Regions from separate parts of the Drosophila melanogaster genome. Here regions 2 and 3 are each linked to region 1. A link is a contact called in public ChIA-PET and Hi-C data. All regions are on one chromosome and are shown on one strand. Each heading gives the region's core, a stretch centred on a gene start, on an enhancer-like site or on the middle of the called end of the contact. The rest is flanking DNA. Distances are from core to core; before and after follow the strand shown. Region 1 holds the start of Atpalpha (Na pump alpha subunit). Region 2 holds the start of Cortactin (cortactin,). Region 3 holds the start of peg (pegasus).

Region 1 (3,010 bases), core at 130-2,629:
ATCTGGACCCACTGTTTGTTGCGAGTGGATTCAGACCGCTTGCTCTATAGTTTTGCATACTTTCGGGCCGTCGAACCAGTATGTGTGTGGGTGCGTGCGTGTGTGTGACCTGCCCTTAGACAAGCCCCAAAATCAATAGAGCTGGCAATACGGACTTAGAATTGGTGGTCTAGCCCTAGGAACAGAACCGAAAGCCCGGGTGGAAACAACAACCCTGGCGAAGAACTCATTACCTTCTGCGGGGTAATTAAGTGGCGTCATCGGTGGGGCATTTAGTAACTAATCGAATGGTGAGGGGGTAGGGAAGGGAAAGTAAGGGCTACGTACTGAGAAAAAAGTACGGTAAGAAGTACGTCGATTTACGCTAATGTGCCAGTGTGTGTAATTAGCAGCGCACTACTCGGCCCAATGACACCAATTCCGGAAGGAGGGAAAGCACGGAAAATGGAAAAATAAACGTGTTATGCAGGGTAGTTTCGTTCTAGAGCTCGAGATTCCAATAATGAAATCTGCGAGATGCGGCGGAATGGGGCGTGGTTCGGGAGGGGCGGCAGCAGTACCGGTTATGTAAGCCGAAAACTGGAAGATTTCCAAGCACGGAAAAGCGAAAAGCTTTCGCGCCGGGAAAGTGGAAAATTTGGGAAACTGGTCGGCCTGGAAATGCAAATTGCGCATGCCAGCTAAGCGCACCTGGAAAGCGAGAGAGAGAGAGACAGAGAGGCAGAGAGAGAGAGAGAGAGCAAGAGAAAGGGAGAGCGAATACAAATTCGAGAAAAAAGTCAAAAGCCAGGCTCTAAGCCCAGGCTATTTTTACAGATCAGCAGGTAAGCGGATATAGGCCCATCCAGATCCAATAGGATTAGTAACTGCGCCCCGTTTCACATTCGATTCCGTTTGCAGTTACCGAAAGCCCGCAAACAAATTAGTAAACTTCGTTGGGCGTCGCCTCGGCTTTGTTGTTGTTGTCGTTGCTTCTCGCTTTTTCACCAGCAACAAAACAAATAGTAGTAGCAGCAGCAGCAGCAAGAACAACACCAAAAGCAATGTACACAACACAGATACACGCACACACCCACACAGCGCACTCGGGCTTCGATTTTTCCCACTAAAAACAACGCCCGCTCAGCGTATCACTTGGCCAATTTGTTTTGGCCCTGGTTCTTTTTGGTTCCCTCGTCATGGTCTAACAACAGTTTAAACTTAACCATTTTCTCACTTAACTAACTTAGTTTTCATCGTAATCCAGGCTTTATTTTTGCTCACCTCGTAATCCGACCTTAACGCCATGTTATTTTAATTTAACTCGATTATTCCCAGGGATGTGGAAAATTTACACAATTCCAACGTATCGATATTTTAGAAGTCGTGACTACCAAATGGAGAGTTATCGGCCTATTGTATCGAATAAGCCGGTGTAGAAATCGGGATGGCAATCGGTTAAGAAAATGTAATTGTAAATATTGCATTATGAATAAAATTACTATTATAATTTGTCAATAGTCCGAACAGTCTGGTTTATTTAAAATGAAAAGTTAAGTATTTTAAATATACCTGGATATTTATTTACCGAAAGTTGTTACTATGCTACCTTCAAATATTAATATCTGGATATGTTTGGATTTCAATACTCTCATTAATAATTGCTAATTTAAAATACCAAGTTAAAAATATGTTTAATTTTTCACCTCAATTTGGAAATAACATACTTTTATGTACTTTTTATATCAACTGCAAGCGTGAAAATTACTGGAGCTGCCAGATTAAAATATACACACTACGATAGTTGCCATCTTGAATATTTACAGATATGGAGAGTTGCCAACGTTATAGTTATGTGTATTCAATTTCAAGAGATAATAAAATACCAAATACAATACGCGCGTCTTCTTGCATTCCAAACATAGGTGGCGCTGTATAAGCAAAATAATTTTAAGTGGCAGATAGAACGAAGTGTAGATGGCGTTCGTTAAACGTATAAATTAGCTACTCTCCAAGAAATGTTCAACTGGACTTGAATCTTCTCAAATTTATTTCCTATGTTCAGTATTGATCGTTGATCATTGTTGCGATGAATGGCTTCAAACGGGCCAGAGATTCTCGAAGGCTCAGCAATTCGACGATCCTGTGGGGAAAAACGCATCTTGGAGATTATAAGTTCAGCTTACTTAAACTAATTAAATTATACTTAAATTTCAAGATACACCTGATACCCCTCGTCATCATTATCCAGCAACTTATCATTGGAAGCACCAACTGAAGGTTCGCCCGAAACCAACAGACCGCGTAATTGATTATAATTAAATTATGAATTTAATTGAGAACACTATTGATAAGTACGAGTCACGATGTGGAACTCAAGACGAAGATCTTCCAATTTGTCAGTGTAATGGAGCTATAAACATAACAATCCTCCAAACGACCAGGCATTTGGAAAACTTATCTCCGTCCGCACAAGATCTCATTTTATCATCCGAAATGCTGACCTCCACTTGGTCGAAGCTGAATTTATCGCAACTCTAAACCCCAAATATAATCAGGATAATTAGATGTCTCAAGTCATTTTGTTCTTGAAGGCTAGCATGTTCTATCTAAGTTAGCTTCCCAGCAAAATGGCATCTAAATTTCTACAGATTCATTCAATTGATCAATTCGGTGACCAATTACAAGGAAATGCCAAATTTGCACACTCTTACAAAGAGCACAGTTTGCACGGTTTCATTTGCCCTTACCTTCTCCGGAAGCTTCAATTGGTTTATCCGGTTAATTAATATTTTGAAATCAATTGTTGTCGACACGAGCACAAACAAGGAAGCAGCTCCAAAGGGGCTGCGGTTGCTTAGGCGAAACGACTTTTCGCTCAGCTGCAGAGCAACCCACTTTCCACTTTGCCCATCCTTTTGCCCGCCCTCTCATCCTGCGGCCCCGTCAATCGATTCAATATCCCATGGCCATTAGAAGGAAGCCGGCTCGACTACAAAATTGAGCCCACATAAGCTGAGGGGAAATCGCC
Region 2 (3,010 bases), core at 161-2,660, 120 kb before region 1:
TCCGATTCCGGTGAGTAATGCTGAGCAAGGCACAGGCGCTCATACACAGTGCTTACTGTAGTTTGAAGTGCCTGTCGGGCAATTGAAGTTGATTGAATTACTAAATTAAGCAGGGCACTGGGGGATAGAGATATTTCGAAAAATTCCGCTTCTCATTCCTACGTAAAATGGGAAAGCAAGAAAGGAACAGAAAAGTTTACTTAGATTTCGTCGGAGATGAGAAAAGTCACACGCGTCGCGAGAGAAAACGCCAAAAGAGTGGGGCTTTTGCTTTTGAGTTTGATGATGTCATCTTTCGGTTTTGAATTTTTCTCCCACCCGAGGCTTTTATTATTGAAATATAAAGTAAATAGAGAAACAAGATTCTGGAGAATTCTCGCGATACCGCACCCACAACTAGAATTCTACAAAATGCCCATTTTGGAATGGCACAAATGAAAATTATCTTTGAGTGTTTAGCACACACTTTCTTTTCTCACTTTTCCGACTGATTTTCCGCTTGATTTTTTGCGATTTCTGGCACAGCGAGAGTAAACAATGAGTTTTATCTACAAATTCCTTTTGATTTACCAATGATATTCGATTTTCAACGTACAAGTCAGACGATGCGAACTGCAAGCGATGTGAATAAATACCATAGCTGTTTGCGCTCCGTCTTTGGCTTTTATACTCGCGCTCTCTCGCTGGAAGTCGATTAGAGATGAACCAACCGGCGATAGGTTGTTGTTGCTAGGAAATATTCGGTGGTAGCGCCTAACTGGAAGCTGGTATCTTCTGCGTCGTCATAGTATACACCGTAGAATCTAAAGTGTTCCGAGATGGATGAATCATCGGCATTGGAAGCTGTTGAGACATTCATGATATTTCCGTTGTGATAATGACGACATTGGGAAAATAAGATCTGATTACGCATTGAATTTCAAAATGTAACCTTTGACTTCAATATTCAGCCGTTAGGGCAATACAGTTAAATAAATATCCTGTTCCTTCCTAAGCCGTTTTATAACTATTTTTATTTGTATTTTTATAACTATATATAAAAACCAATTACGTTAATTGTCAGCCGACATCGAAGCAAATTCAAATCCAAAACTATCGATATATCGATGATATGTTTGCGGTTATATGAAAAAAGTCAACTCTTATACCTGTTAATTACCGTTCTGGCAGAATCTTATTAATTATACAAATTACTATGGCGCCACTTGGTATAACATCAAATACCTTTTGCCCGAGCACTCAGTTCTATTGATCACGATCACATATATTGGTACTGCAGTATATATCGGTGCATTGACTTATCGAATAAAGTAAAAGAACCACGACTGTATCTCTTAATCATTTAAATTGGGCGCCCCTAAAACTGCAGCAACTACCTTTTGTCAAGCTCATCACAATAATTTATCGGCTTTTCGTAGCATATCGATGCATCCATTGTATCGAATGAAATTTAGTTCAGTTAGTTTCCCGTTTGTTGGTCTCTTTATGAATCAATTGTTTAACCCTTCTCCTCCCAGAAATTTGCAGACATCCCTAGCGGCATCAGATCATAAGTTCCTCTTGCAGTAGGAGTTAGTCATCGGGATGTGAGTATACATATGAACATAGAGCGCCAGTGGCATCTTGTTCCCGATCCGGCTTTGTCGGCCCCTCCCTTCTTCGGTGTTTTGTGACTTGTTATCTGGGCCACGAATCGGAAGCGGAGCCCCTGCAACTGAAAACCTGCCCCGACTACTCACACTCGTCATGGTGTTTATCTATCTACCCAGCAGATAAGGATAAGCGAGTAACCAGCGACCAGAAACCGGTAAAAAGAATGTGGAAGGCAAGTGCCGGTCACCAGATTCAGGCCACCAGTGCAGCCTCCGCGGAGGACGACGACTGGGAGACGGATCCGGACTTCGTGAACGATGTCAGTGAGCAGGAGCAGCGCTGGGGATCAAAGACGATCGACGGCAGCGGTCGCACAGCAGGCACCATCGAGTGAGTCATCCGAAATTCTCGAAACACTGGGTATCGGGTTCATTGTTCCCTTTCTTTATTCTTTTTAGCATGGACAAGCTGCGCGAGGAGACGGAGCAGGCCGATCTGGACAAGAAGAAGCAGCTGCTGAAGGATCAGAACGCAGGATACGGATACGGGGGCAAGTTTGGCGTTGAGAAGGACCGCATGGACAAGTCGGCTGTGGGTCATGACTACCAGGGCAAGGTGGGAAAGCACGCCTCGCAGAAGGACTACAGCGATGGTTTTGGGGGAAAGTTCGGAGTGCAAGAGGATCGCAAGGACAAGTCTGCCGTGGGCTGGGACCACGTCGAAAAGGTCGAGAAGCACGCCTCCCAGAAGGATTACGCCACCGGCTTCGGAGGCAAATTTGGAGTGCAGTCCGATCGGGTGGATAAATCCGCCGTGGGCTGGGATCACATCGAGAAGGTGGAGAAGCACGAGTCTCAGAAGGGTAAGTTACCTAACGGAAATGAATTTCTCATTGATTTTTTCTTAGTATGTTCATGTCTGATTATTTTATTTATATCTTCTCCCAACATAAGATTACTCCAAGGGCTTTGGCGGCAAGTTTGGCGTTCAGGAGGACCGAAAGGACAAGTCCGCGGTGGGATGGGACCACAAAGAGGCTCCGCAGAAGCACGCCAGCCAGGTGGACCACAAGGTCAAGCCAGTCATCGAAGGTGCCAAGCCTTCCAATTTGCGTGCCAAGTTCGAGAATCTGGCTAAAAACTCCGAGGAGGAGTCACGTAAGCGGGCCGAGGAACAGAAACGTCTCCGTGAGGCCAAGGACAAGCGGGATCGGGAGGAAGCCGCCAAGAAGACTGTGGCCGAGAACACTCCTCGTACCTCGACGGAAGCACCGCCTCCAAAGGGCAGCAGGGCGGCCATCCAGACAGGTCGGACCGGTGGCATTGGCAATGCTATCAGTGCATTTAACCAGATGCAGTCGCCTGTTTCTGAAACCCCTCCAGCACGAAAGGAACCCATTATCATTCCCAAGGCGCAG
Region 3 (3,010 bases), core at 249-2,748, 75 kb before region 1:
GGAGAACAATGGAGATCCGTCGCGCCGTCGTCGGAATTAATATGCATCTCTGCATGGAGATTAGCATCGACACCCGCCCCCTTTAGTTGGCTCTGGGCTAGACCTGTGGCTATCTATAGCTACGATTATAGTCGCGGCATCTGAGATGATCTTGTAAATTGCAGGACGGCACCGCGCGACGGCTGCTGCGTGCATGGGATCTTCATGGAGGGCGCCAGGTGGGACATACAGCAGGGTATCATCATGGAGTCGCGCCTCAAGGAGCTCTACCCATCCATGCCGGTGATCAACATTCGGGTGAGTTGGAAATGCAAATCGGGCAAATGCTAAAATCCGCAAATCGGCGAATCGAGGGCGGATCTGTGGCGTCTCATTGCTGGCGCATGTTGGCATAAATTCGAAAACTAGATTCCACTCCATTATTCTACTACACTGAATGCGAATCCGATTCAATTTAACCTCGTCTATGTACCGCAGGCAATCACCCAAGATAAGCAAGATCTGAGGAACATGTACGAGTGCCCGGTCTACAAGACCCGCACCCGAGGCCCCACCACCTATGTGTCCAACTTGAATCTGAAGACCAAAGACAAGCCAGGCAAATGGATCCTGGCCGGCGTAGCGCTGCTCTTGCAAACCTAAATGGCTAACTGCTTAATGCTTAACTTAACTTAGTTATCTAACTTAATTTAGTTCAAACGATTTCGTAGTTCTTTTCTAGTTCACAACGTAGAACAATAATAGTCATAAGCTAGACCAATGTACCAAGTTTTATCGTAGACTCCAAGTTTGACTTTCGATTTATTTATTAGAGTGCACCGTTTTCATAATAAAACACCTCCTAAGTAGACTTGCCTTAGGCGCACTAGCATAAAACCTAAAAGAAATACCGAACTTATTTTGACTGGAATGGGGATTCATTGTGGTATATTGATACTCGTAATGCAGATAGGTAAAACAGAACTTTATTGTTTTTGCCTTGACTTAATTTGTTTACCATGCAATTGTTTACATTCGGTAGGTAATACCCCGTGGAAACCACCATACCACCAATTGATAATGTTTTTTCGTGGCGAATGCGACTTAACGCTGCCTGCGTAGTCGGCAGCTGATAAGTCTGAAAATTCCAAAAATCTTAATGGAAATGCTAAATCCAATGCGTCGCGTATCCATAAATAACAAGCGTAATATACATACGTATCTGTATCTGGGGGGAAGCAGCATCAAAGAAAATTCATAGACACTGCTGAGTGGAGTGAACTCGTGGCCATCGCAAACTGAAACAAATAATTTTCATATTTTTTGCCCTGCTTTCTTTTTTTTTTTTCTTTTATATTTTTATTTCGTCTTATTTGTACTGCGACAACCTGACTCTCCCGCTCTATAGAGCTCTCAGATTGCGATAAGCGTGTGCCGAGTCTGTTCGGAAATGCTGACGAAATTTTGAACGATTTTCGAAGCATCGCGAGCATCTCAGTATTGAGCGGTACGTGAACCAATTGACAGCGGTCAGCGATGAGGAGCAAACTTTTTAGTGACTGCATAAATACATGAATAATTCAAACTCAAAAAACCCAGCAGCAACAACAAGCTGGTCCACGACAACGTGACCTGCCTGTAGAGTTATCGATCAAACGACCGGCCCGACCGATCCATCGATCCACCGTTCTACCGATCTACCCATCCGATTTCGGAGCCCTGCCCCGCTTCATCTGGTGTATTCCGGCCCAACTAACAGCAGCCGCATCCATCCATCCCAATACCAAATACAAAATACAAAATACAAAATACCCAATAACCAATACCCAATACCAGAGGAAAAAACACAATAAAACAATCTGAAATCAGAAATCAACTACAGGCGAAATGTGCGGAGAAACAAAAAGAAAATTAAAGACGACGACACGAGCGTAAATCTTTTTAGCATGAAAAAATTCTATAAAACTAACAGGCACTGTGTGGTCGGACATCATTCGTGCGCTACGACGGCAGACGACAGCCGCAGATACAGATACAGATACGGATACCGAGATACAGATTCAGATACCAAATACCGAGATACAGATAGCCGGTCGGACGGACAGGGCCTGATTGATTGATTGCCGAACCCGGCCCCATCTCCTGCCCAAAAAATCCAAAATCAAAGCCCAAAACCAAACCCAAACCAGACTCAAAATCTGTCTGCATCAAAGTATCTGCAACAGCAACAGCACAGTCATCCCAGCATCCAACCAACATCTAACAGCGGTCAGCATCCGAGCATCCCAGCATACCAATACCAATCCGATACGAATCCCAGTCCCAGCGGACATCGTCCAGCCGCCAAGCCATCAATCAGTCAACCGAGTCACCGCGTCAGTTAGTCAATCGAATCGACTAGCCAGCCCACTCGACTTTTGCTTTTGCTGGCTGGAGGATATCTTCGGTCGGCGCTTTAGTTTCAGTTCGCATTTGGACGCGTGCTGTGCGGCCTCGCCGATAGAGAGATTCGGATCGGAACGGAATCGGAATTCTGAATTCTCAGTACTCAGCTCTCAGTACTCAGTGTTAAGTTCTCAGTTCTCAGTTCTCAGTACTCAGTACTCAGTTCTTAATTCTCAATTCTCAGTTACGAGCTCTACATTCTGAATCAGAATTAGAATTAGAATCAGAAACGAAAAAGAATCGTGCGCGAATTAATCTACAACGTATCGAGAACCAAAACACTGCCGCACACACGTGTCTGAAGTTCAGTGACAAGCCCCAAATCAGGCGTCTATATTCCATTGAATATATATAAATCGTGAAATCGTAAAACAATTTTAATCAGCTAGAAACCAAGCGCAGGCACGGCATAATTAATTCGTCTGACCCGCAAAGTTCTTGCAAAGTAAATACGATTGTGCAAAGTGTTGGCCATCGCATCGATAAAGTGAAAACTACTCCTACAGCCAATCCGAAAACTAAACCAACTAGTAACAACATGAAGCTCTCAGCAGTATTGTTGGCCAGTAAGTACATATATAGTTTA

The links. Hi-C and Micro-C count contacts between places; a contact is called where the count stands out from the background. ChIA-PET counts read pairs in DNA pulled down with a chosen protein or histone mark.
Region 2: a Hi-C map of the Kc167 cell line shows a contact between it and region 1, with 5 times the contacts expected there. The contact joins the promoter of Cortactin here to the promoter of Atpalpha in region 1. A contact is called at or near these places in 21 of 107 Hi-C or Micro-C datasets (the Clone 8 cell line, the Kc167 cell line, the S2 cell line and 9 more) and 2 of 6 datasets of contacts at active chromatin or transcription factors (the Kc167 cell line and the S2 cell line).
Region 3: an RNA polymerase II ChIA-PET map of the Kc167 cell line shows a contact between it and region 1, with 8 times the contacts expected there. The contact joins the promoter of peg here to the promoter of Atpalpha in region 1. A contact is called at or near these places in 1 of 1 datasets of contacts at CTCF or cohesin (the Kc167 cell line), 10 of 107 Hi-C or Micro-C datasets (the Clone 8 cell line, the D17-c3 cell line, the Kc167 cell line and 5 more) and 1 of 6 datasets of contacts at active chromatin or transcription factors (the Kc167 cell line).

Annotation. Positions count from the first base shown.
Region 1 is chr3R:20,947,083-20,950,092 of dm6, reverse strand. Atpalpha (Na pump alpha subunit) reads right to left here and starts at 1,379. Exons shown (of 10, transcript NM_001275861.1): 1 at 1,264-1,379.
Region 2 is chr3R:21,062,871-21,065,880 of dm6, reverse strand. Cortactin (cortactin,) reads left to right here and starts at 1,410. Exons shown (of 5, transcript NM_001260295.1): 1 at 1,410-1,458; 2 at 1,518-1,586; 3 at 1,773-1,983; 4 at 2,052-2,455; 5 at 2,547-3,010. The coding sequence starts at 1,817. It overlaps AnxB9 (Annexin B9), which reads right to left and starts at 640. Exons shown (of 5, transcript NM_206530.2): 1 at 480-640.
Region 3 is chr3R:21,022,651-21,025,660 of dm6, reverse strand. peg (pegasus) reads left to right here and starts at 1,498. Exons shown (of 3, transcript NM_143973.3): 1 at 1,498-2,990. The coding sequence starts at 2,963. It overlaps Dhc93AB (Dynein heavy chain at 93AB), which reads left to right. Exons shown (of 28, transcript NM_079700.3): 27 at 165-297; 28 at 478-1,081. The coding sequence ends at 642.